Linked DNA regions of Gasterosteus aculeatus: region 2 is linked to region 1. A link is a contact called in public Hi-C data. All regions are on one chromosome and are shown on one strand. Each heading gives the region's core, a stretch centred on a gene start, on an enhancer-like site or on the middle of the called end of the contact. The rest is flanking DNA. Distances are from core to core; before and after follow the strand shown.

The links. Hi-C and Micro-C count contacts between places; a contact is called where the count stands out from the background.
Region 2: a contact with region 1 is called in a Hi-C map of liver, with 7 times the contacts expected there. The contact joins the enhancer-like site here to the promoter of slitrk6 in region 1. A contact is called at or near these places in 5 of 6 Hi-C or Micro-C datasets (liver, skeletal muscle, tail fin and 1 more).

What each region holds. Positions count from the first base shown.
Region 1 is chr1:25,223,674-25,228,232 of fGasAcu3.hap1.1, reverse strand. slitrk6 (SLIT and NTRK-like family, member 6) reads right to left here and starts at 1,809. Exons shown (of 2, transcript XM_040187383.2): 1 at 1,289-1,809.
Region 2 is chr1:25,328,896-25,333,454 of fGasAcu3.hap1.1, reverse strand. No RefSeq gene overlaps it. Among protein-coding and RNA genes, the nearest start is that of LOC144405495, 39 kb to the left of the region's middle. Within about 2 kb of position 2,209, at least 3 of the 9 cell types and tissues checked have open chromatin away from gene starts, as enhancers often do.

The sequences.
Region 1 (4,559 bases), core at 560-3,059:
CCGCGGGCTCCCTCTGTGCGAAAGTAGTGTGCTTTAATAAAGTTTCACAAAGCCCCCTCGCTCTAAAAACAGCAGACTACCCTCACCAGTCACCAATTTCCCGGCTCCCCGGTCGGATTCACACATTGCATTGACGCCTATTCAAAAACGCATCTGTGCTCTCATTCACTGCGAGGCCATATGTTTAGTTGGGGTCCAATCCATAATGGTTGTTTATTGGCATTGAGCCCGCAGCAGTCTTAAAATGAATTTAAGTACATATTTGCGGACATCTTGTCAACATGAGAAAGCTGGAACATGAGCAATTAGCAGCGTACAAAACTCTCTTGTGTGAATCACCCCTTTTGAACGATACGTTAAATTGGCCCGCAAACCCTCCATCAATAATTTATCTAGTGCTGTTCAGGCACAGGAGGCTGGAACGGCCCGCATTTATGGCATGGGGGGATTATAACTATACTATTAACCAGCGATGCATCGAAGCAAATAATTAGGACCCTAACTCAATATGCAATTCACAATTAACAGATAATTATACTGTTCTTCTCCCCCTAATTAACTTGTATTTAAGTGGGAATATAACCCTGCATTGTGGGGTTTGGGGGTGACTGATTAAATTCGACTTGTATGTGGCATTTAATCTATCCCAATCTTCAATGCAACCAAATATATGCTTAACGTCAAAAACGCTGTGTGGCGCGACCACGAGCACCCAAGATATGCTTGATTTAGAAAAAATGAAAATGACTCGGCTGGCGTCCAGTCGTGATGCGGTCCTCATTAAGCACACCTGCGACCACCGACGGTGTTTACGCACGCTCGTACGCGGAGGATCCGTATGGAGCGACGCTAAAGGGGAAATAGAGCCCACTCGGAGTTGCGCAGCGTGTGGGCACATCACCGATCCCGATTAACATACGCGTAGGATACAGTAACTGCGGGTGGCAAGCGGCCAGGTGTGCGCGAGGTAATGGAGCCCCCTCAGGAAAACTCCGTGCGCACCCCGCCTCTCTCTCTCTCTCTCTCTCTTGTCAGTTCCAGGCACTTTTTTTTTTTGACAGGACTTCTTGTTAAATCATGCTGGTGATCGCGTTATGTGGACCCGTCAGTCCATATACGGTACTGTGCATTTTATAGGAATGTAGTTGCAACCAGCCCGTGATGGACACCTGGATTCCTTGAGACTTGTATTATTATTATACAAGATGATTAAAAAAAAAACTTCCATACAAAACACCTAGTCAATTAAAACAAGTAACTACAGAAATGAATGCTTTTTGTGGCTTACCGTCTAAAACAGATGAAAACAGGAGGATGCTATTCCAAATGTCACCGTACTCAGTCCATCAGTACGCGAGAGGAACCGATGCACCGGAGAGGGAATAACCTCTAAAACACCCTCCGGTCCCTTAAAAAAGAAGAAAAAGAAACAAGCTGACACATAAAGAAACTTCACAGGATCCGTCAGTCCACAATTGTCCTCTCGGGTCCACTGTCTTTTTTTTTTCTCCTGGAGGCTGTAAGACACTGATTATTCCCTTTGCGCGAGGAGCTCGCGGAGAGGGTTTCTTCTCTCCGGTCCCGGGATGATCGAGCGTCGCCCTCCTCGCCGCAGCCTCCTCAGAATTAATTAGGATTAAGTTTTTAGACGCGCTCCACGGGGACAACAACACACGGCTGTGATTAAAACCCACTCCGTTGTCCCTTCTCTTACGGGCCACTCGGAAGGATGAGGGGCGCGCACCGGGTCCAGCTCATGCGCCGCGCCGCGCGCTCTGCGTGGTTAAACCAATCTGCGATACGTTGGAGTTGCTCCGCAATTTGCATGCTGTAGAAGGTGGACGACCGAGACTGGAAGATGCATGAAGTCAGCCACAATACATGTAGGGAGTTCTCATGGTGTCTTTCAAAATAAAAGCCCAGAGCTAAAAAGAACACAGGCTCCTTTGAATTTATAAGAGTTTTTTTTCTTTTGTTATTATGGGTTTTTATCTCACAATTAGACTAAAATGGAAGGGATTATATAGACTAAACAATTTCCTGTAAAGTAAAATAATACTATATTTAGTGAATGAAAATGTGTTTCTGCTTCCCAACCAAATGTTCTGGAATTTTATTTAGGATGGAAAAGTCACTCAACTTCCGGGATTTCCCGGTCTATGTATGGCTGTTGATGGTACAACTGGGACAACTCTGTAGCAGTTTAACAGAGCTCCTCCTCTGCTTTCTTACAATGCTTAAAGAAAAGGAGCATTTGCACTGAGGAGCTTTAAATAGCCTGGCTGCTGCACGATGGAAGCAATGCTCCAAAATAAAGACCTAGTCGGCAAATACAATTTAAAACAACTCCGAAAACAAAATACAAAAAGAGGCAGGCCTTATGAGGGAGGGTGTTTAATTGTGCAGCAGCTAATTCTTTCAGCACAGACACATGCATATATTGCACACGTTCCATTTTGAGTGTTCAAGCTGGTCTGTGTCTTTTGAATGGCAAGGCGGCTCCAGCTTTGATTAATCAGAACAACACATAGCCACTGATTCGTCTGCATGTAAACCCTGACTGACGGAGCAAGTCCTTGCAGGTAATTCAACCCAGATCGAGGTGGTTAGGGTTCGGGTTAAGGAAGTCTAAAGGGAAAAATGACAACCTTGGAAACACTTGTAATGGAAAAGGTTCACCACGCACCCGGGTGTGTTTCTAGTTTGATGTATTGAAGGAAAAATCAATAGTTGACCGTGCATGCCTCTTTAATGACGGTGATAACGTCTTAAAAGCGTTGGAGTCTTTTGCAATGTCACTCTCCCAATAACTCCCCCTGCTTCGCTCTCTTTCAGAGTAAATACACTGTGTCCTTTCAGTGGCCTTCCAGTTAATGAAGGTCACAAAAAGCCACCAATCACTTTTGTCAGTAAGTTCTTTATGTGCTGTTCCAAAGCAATCTGGGTGCCTTATCAAACTGACTAATGGCAAATAAGACAGAGAGGAGAGCAATATCTGTTTTGTGTTTGCCATTGTGGACCGGGACAACGAGGTGTGGGTACCCGTCATCTCAATCTTTTCACTTATCTGTTGTCCAAACACAAAATGAGGTGGGCCTAAAAAAATACAACCCGTGCAGATGGGACTTTAACAGTCAACCTTTTCCGGGTAAAGTGAATGGTGCTTGTTGGTCTTCAGTGGTGCTTTTTGAGAGGATAAAATAAAAAAAGAGAGCAGGGAACCGGTGCGATGTTACATTCCTGTCAGTCTACAAAACATGACCCCTGTGTAGCAGTCGTTTAAAGCTTTAAATGCTTCAACGTTCAAACACAATGTCACGCCTTGCATTTCGCTTCATAGCTCTGGTCCATGTTTTTTTTTTCTTCTGTTGGATGTGCCATAGTTTAAGTGTATGCACAGCAACAAAATATTTAAAGAGACTTGTCATGCATTGGATTTGGTTAAGGCTCTCGACGCTGATGCTGAATTAATTCTATTCATGAGAGCTGTTTTTTTTTTTAATACCATGGGCGCCCTTCTGTCGATTTTCCCCTGCTGTAAGTTTGCAGGCTTTAAAATACAGAGCCAAGCGCTCTAGGCTGCAATACATGCATCTGGTTTTAACATCGACTGAAAAAAGTAGGGTGACACTCGCAGAGGAACCATCTGTTGGCAACTGCTCAAACACACCTGTCCTATTTTAATCATCACCACCATCTATCTAGCATCAGCAGAGGCAAAAATAAGCTCCCCTTTCTCCCGGTGCTCCATCAGTGACGTTACCTGTACGACTATATTGAAAATAGACACTGCTAGTGTATCAACACTATCACAGCTCGCCGGATGAAGCAGCAGATCGAAGCAACTGAGCAGAAAGAGCACGGCGACTTCTGCCAACTGCAAAAGACAGACCTCATCAGACTATTCTCTTATTGCTCGTGGATTGATAAATCAGTGCTTGAACAATATAGATTCTTTTTTTTATGAATATAAGAATATATTTATTTAAGAATATATTTTTTTATCTGGTTTTGTTAGTTTCCTATCTACAACTGCTCTTATGCATAATTTAAGAACTCACAGCTCTGAGGCTACTCATATTTCCTGAAATTTTAATGTTGCCTGAACATCGTCCCTTTTGCCAAACAGTGTTTTTACATAATGGCATTGCACCAACATGCACATTTATCATCAATGTATTCTACAGCTGTTTGTCTGTCTTTCACCTTTTTTTCTCTCCATCAAAGCCATATTCTCTGCATCACAGGAAACGAAACAAACTGGATGTGTTCCTGGCTTTGTTTGGACCTTGAGGCACGCAGATCTTGCCACCCATTCAGAGCCATGGCGGCTCCTACGTTCTCCACTTCTGATGTCACCATCGCTCATCTTCACGGGAGTCGCACAGTACCCAAAGAGCCAAAAGGAGTGGAACGCTGGTGTGTGATGACATTCCAAAGGCAGGGCAACTTTTGCCTATGCTGTGATGAGAATCTCTCCCCCAATAGCGGATGATCCCCCAACGCTTGTGTTTTGTTTTTTTTCCCCGGTCTTGGCCTGAAGAGGTATAGCCCACCCA
Region 2 (4,559 bases), core at 960-3,459, 100 kb before region 1:
ATAGCACAGACAAAAAGAAGGGAGAGAGAGAGAGAGCGGGCATCCTGCCCTCTGAACATCAAAGTGAAAAGTGAGGGCACTTTTATTGAGAGAGACTGATAATGCTGTGCGTGCGTTCCTATCAGAGAGCGGGGAGGAGAAAGGATTAAGAAACGAGTGAGGCGAAAGCCTCGGCTGTAAACAACGTGACAGCTACTAAACCGGGGTCTGATCGCGACTCGGCGACGGGGTCGGAGGCGACGCAAAGGGAAGCGCAGGGTTGACCTCGACTTGTTGGATCCAAATCTCACTGCGACCACAGCAGCGTTTTGTTTTTTTTCCGGGGGTACCTGTGCTCTTCACCGTGACTTTGGAACTTGTTTTGAAAACCGTCACAGATGGTCACACCCAAAACACGCGTGGCATCGAATTAGGGCCAACGCGCCTCCAGGAAGCCCGATAACGGGTATCAGCGTCCCCTCACCTGCTGCCTGGCAGGTGTCGGAGGCGTCATTTAGCAGACCGCAGAGCCGTTTTCTCTCCGGGCCGGAGCCGCCCCGCGGCTGGCAGGAGCTGCCGATTCGCCTATATGCCGCTTCCAAAAATGAGAGCTATAAATAATATTGTAATTGCTCCAAATGGAGTTTTAATTGCCACCGTTACGGCAGGTTCCTCTTCCCAACAAGAGGACGAGTACAAGCTATTTGTATGTTTTTGTGTGTGCAGGAAGTTCGGTGAGAACGCCAGATGTTTTTGCACAGACAATGCCCATTGATAAACTGCAGGGAACCGAAAAAAACAATAGTCAGGCGAGAAGGCTAGCTTCCATCTGCCGTCCACGGTCACAAGTCGGAGTGCAAACAGCATCCGCTCAGCGCACCGGAAAAACGCTTTGAGCGGATACTCGTCACGGCGGCGGCTCCAGCTGGCGGCTTGCAGTAAAGCCAAAGTAATTAAAGCAGCATTGTGACAAAACGAGGCGTGGGGTTCGACACGGGTGTGGGGTAATACGCACACTGTTGCATGATGGGAAAGTGAGGACGGACCGTTGCGGCCACTTTCTGTTGACCTGTCTCCGAGGAGTAGAATCTGCTGGTTGCTCTGCTCTTACGGGAGGTACCAAAAGGCCTCCGTCGTTTAGTGCACGCTGATCTCGGCCGTAGATGTGCTCCCTGCATTTCAACACCGTGTCCTCCTATCCGCCGTCTGCCGAACAAAACGGATGCTTTGCACGCTTCCCTCATCGTGAGATGTTTTCACAAATGGCCCTTATTTTCTCAGATTGCCGGGATAATGAGCGGAGAGTTGCAAAGATGAGCAGTTTTTTTTTCTATGCCGTTGTTGTTGTTGTTGGTGCCTACAAAGGCGCGATTATCTATTCATTATCTGCCTCACTTGAGAGGTGCAGCCGTATGGAGCTGAGAGACGTCCCATTCGGGTTTCAAATAGAGCGCCGGAGAAAACGAGTTATTCAAGCCCTTGTTTTGTGATGCCGCTGACTTCAGATCAGCGGCCTTCTGTCCTACTTCGCAGTGACCACAGGCTTTTCCGTGGCTCATGTGATCATTGCCATTGTTGGCCGGAGTCAAAAAACAATGTCACGTGTGATTGCCAGCTGAGCCACCAGGAAGCCCACAGGCCTTTTTTTTTTTTTATGAGTCAGATTTTATTTGGTTCATTTCATTTATCCTGTAAAAACACATCATGCACATATGGAGAAATCACTGAGGGTGCTGGCATTACATCGAGAATTATTTAGTTAGAAAAAAAGGTTGTTCCAACGGTAAATCCCGTCCGTCATTGCTTTGGAAACAGCCACGGTGTGTGTGCGCGGCGTGACGGAGCTCTGTTTTTATCTCCTTTTTAAAATTAAAAACTGAGCTTATGTTATTTTTGGCGGCAGAAATGTATTCAAATACCCCCGACCAAGCAAATAAAATAATCATAAATAATAAAATCACACAGTCCGAGTCATCTGGACATTGTAGATTAGCGCTCTGACTTCTGAGTTTAATCATTTTCTTTTTTGAAGGGTGAAAATCTGCACGCGCAATTTTTTTTGAGCAGAGGTTTTGAGCTAACTCCCTGCATGACCTTATCTGTACAACATGCCACTCCGGGGAGATTTTCTTCAAAATGACACCAAATCCTGTCTAGCAGAGGGAATAAATCGTGGACTGCCTGCATCACTGGTACAGCCGCTCCAGTGCACGAGGCTTTGGACGTGTGCGCACATGCACACCGGCTGTGTGTCGGCGCATTTTGTCTCCCTTTGAAGCAACGGTATGACTCGTTTGTTATTCGAGGAGTTGTTTTTCTGGCTTCTCCCCAAAAGGTCACTGACAAGTCAAATGACTCCAGGAAGAAACTTTTTCTCCCCGGATGATGTAAATCTATATTACATATTTAATGAAGAATATATTTGGATGCAATACTCTGTTATAAAAGTCGATTACATTAACCAAACTAACAAAACACAGTCGGGGTGAAAGGGGCTGTTTGGATGTTTTGAAGTTGTGTGAGATAATTCTTAATAGATTGATCACTGGATGGGTCGGGTAGTTAGTGCAGGCAGAGGGAGGGGGAGTGTGGGGGGGCTGGAAATTGATGCTGTCCCGATAGCATCAATTCATCTTCTGTCCACAGCGTGAAACATAAAGACCCAATTAGTCAAATTGTCCTGGTTGGAGACGTCTTCAGACTTCAATATGGACATGCTGAGTTGCAGAAGTAAGCTAAAATGATACTGCGGCGGTGAGCTTTTGGGTACGTGTGTACTGCAGAGGTCATCTTCCAACTGTGAAGTGATCCGTCACACCTGCATCCCAATTTACCCACAGTTTTTTTTTCATCTGTTAAAACAGAACTGCAGTCAGTGTAATGACAACGTGTTGCTATATTGCATTGCCTTCAAAAAACACCACTGTAAAAACTGATAAGAGCTGCATGAAGAAACGATGCTCAGAAGGGTAAAGAGGCACTCGGGCAATTCCATTTCACCCTTTTGAGATCAGCCTCCTTGTCGTGGGGAGTCCTAGTCAGCCAGAGCTCTCTGAAGTCTCACCATGTCATAAGGGTTTGTGCCCCGAGTCTGCCGATTCATATTTAAAGGCTTAAGGAAAAAGTGAGTAGCATTAGGGGAAATGTAGGCTCAAGTGGTTTGGAACCATATTAATGACTAAAAGTCATCATATTCTTTATTTACCTGTCCATCATTATTGTTCAGTCAGTCTCTTTTAATTCTCTGTTGAATTATTCAGAATATTGTGTTCGTAGTTTCAGCCACTCAACCTATTTTGTTGACTAAGAAATGACTGATGCAGGAATTATTAAGATTTCCTTTCTGTAAAATCCACCAAAACCACAAAGTCCTGCATACATTATCATAATTATGTGCATATCTGCAAGGTTTACCAAGAAGTTTCCAAATGTTTTAGCAAATTTGGCATGAACACATGATCCTCATCTTGCTTTTCACCTGACATCCCTTCATGATAATCAGCATAGCCAATGGGGATTACATAACTTCTCCTCTCCTTGTCAATGAGTCAAACGTAATTGTAGGTCTCTATTGGCGTTCTTTGTCAAACAAAGATCTGTACACGTGTTGGGTGGGCGCACTCATTGTCACGGGATTAAAGACCACCGAGCTAATTCAGCAGAGTAATAAAAGGATTTCTGTAACCGGCAGATTAATAGGATTTAGGCACTTAAACAGTTTTCGGTCTTGTCGAAGCTGAAAACACTTTTCACTCCAGCAGGCCAAGAGGAGGGGGGGGGGCATTGAAAATCCGTTGTCAGCCACTTACTAAAGGAGCCCCAGAGCATCAGCCACCTGGGTGTCTCTTGATGCCCTTTTGTGAGAGCCGCTAAGAGTATCGCATGTGTCTCGGTTCAGATACCCCCCCCCCCCCCCCCCCCCATCTCTCCACGGTGACTAAGTGGAAGAAGTAAACTGGTGATCCCGCCACCAAAGCCCCGCCAGCGGGTGTGTGAGATTGGCCCTTTTGTGCACGGACGTCCCCCCCCCCACCGTCTGCGGCAACACCTCGGATGGTGTTGCATGAAAACGATGAGGCGAGAGCTCATCAGAGCGGGATGCGCGGCGGTTTTAACGGGGGGAGCGCTTGTTTTCAGAATCCCTGCAACCATCCCGGCACCAATTTCTTAGAGACAGCGAGGCCCGTTCCGCTCCGTCGGACTGTGTTTGTGTCCGCGAGCCCTATTAGCTTCGGAAGCTCGGCCTCTTCAGAGTTTCAACATTCAGCCGAACGATGGAAACATAATTGCTTTCTTGTGGCAATATTTTACTTCACACCAACTGTCTGTTACAGTTATTTTCTCAATATTGCATACTTTCTGAAGATAATAGCACTGGTTTTATTTAGCTGTCATCCTCCTATCGATCATTTGTTGTCTTAAATATGGTTTCCAAAACGGTGCTGGCTCCTTCCAAAGTCTTTGGTTTGAGTGGAAACATTTCATGCTTCTATGTGAGTTGAGAAAGTTTGACTTTTTTTTTCCACTTTTGTATAGTCATAACAGGTCAAGCTGAAAACGGGGGTCCGTATCTTCCCGAA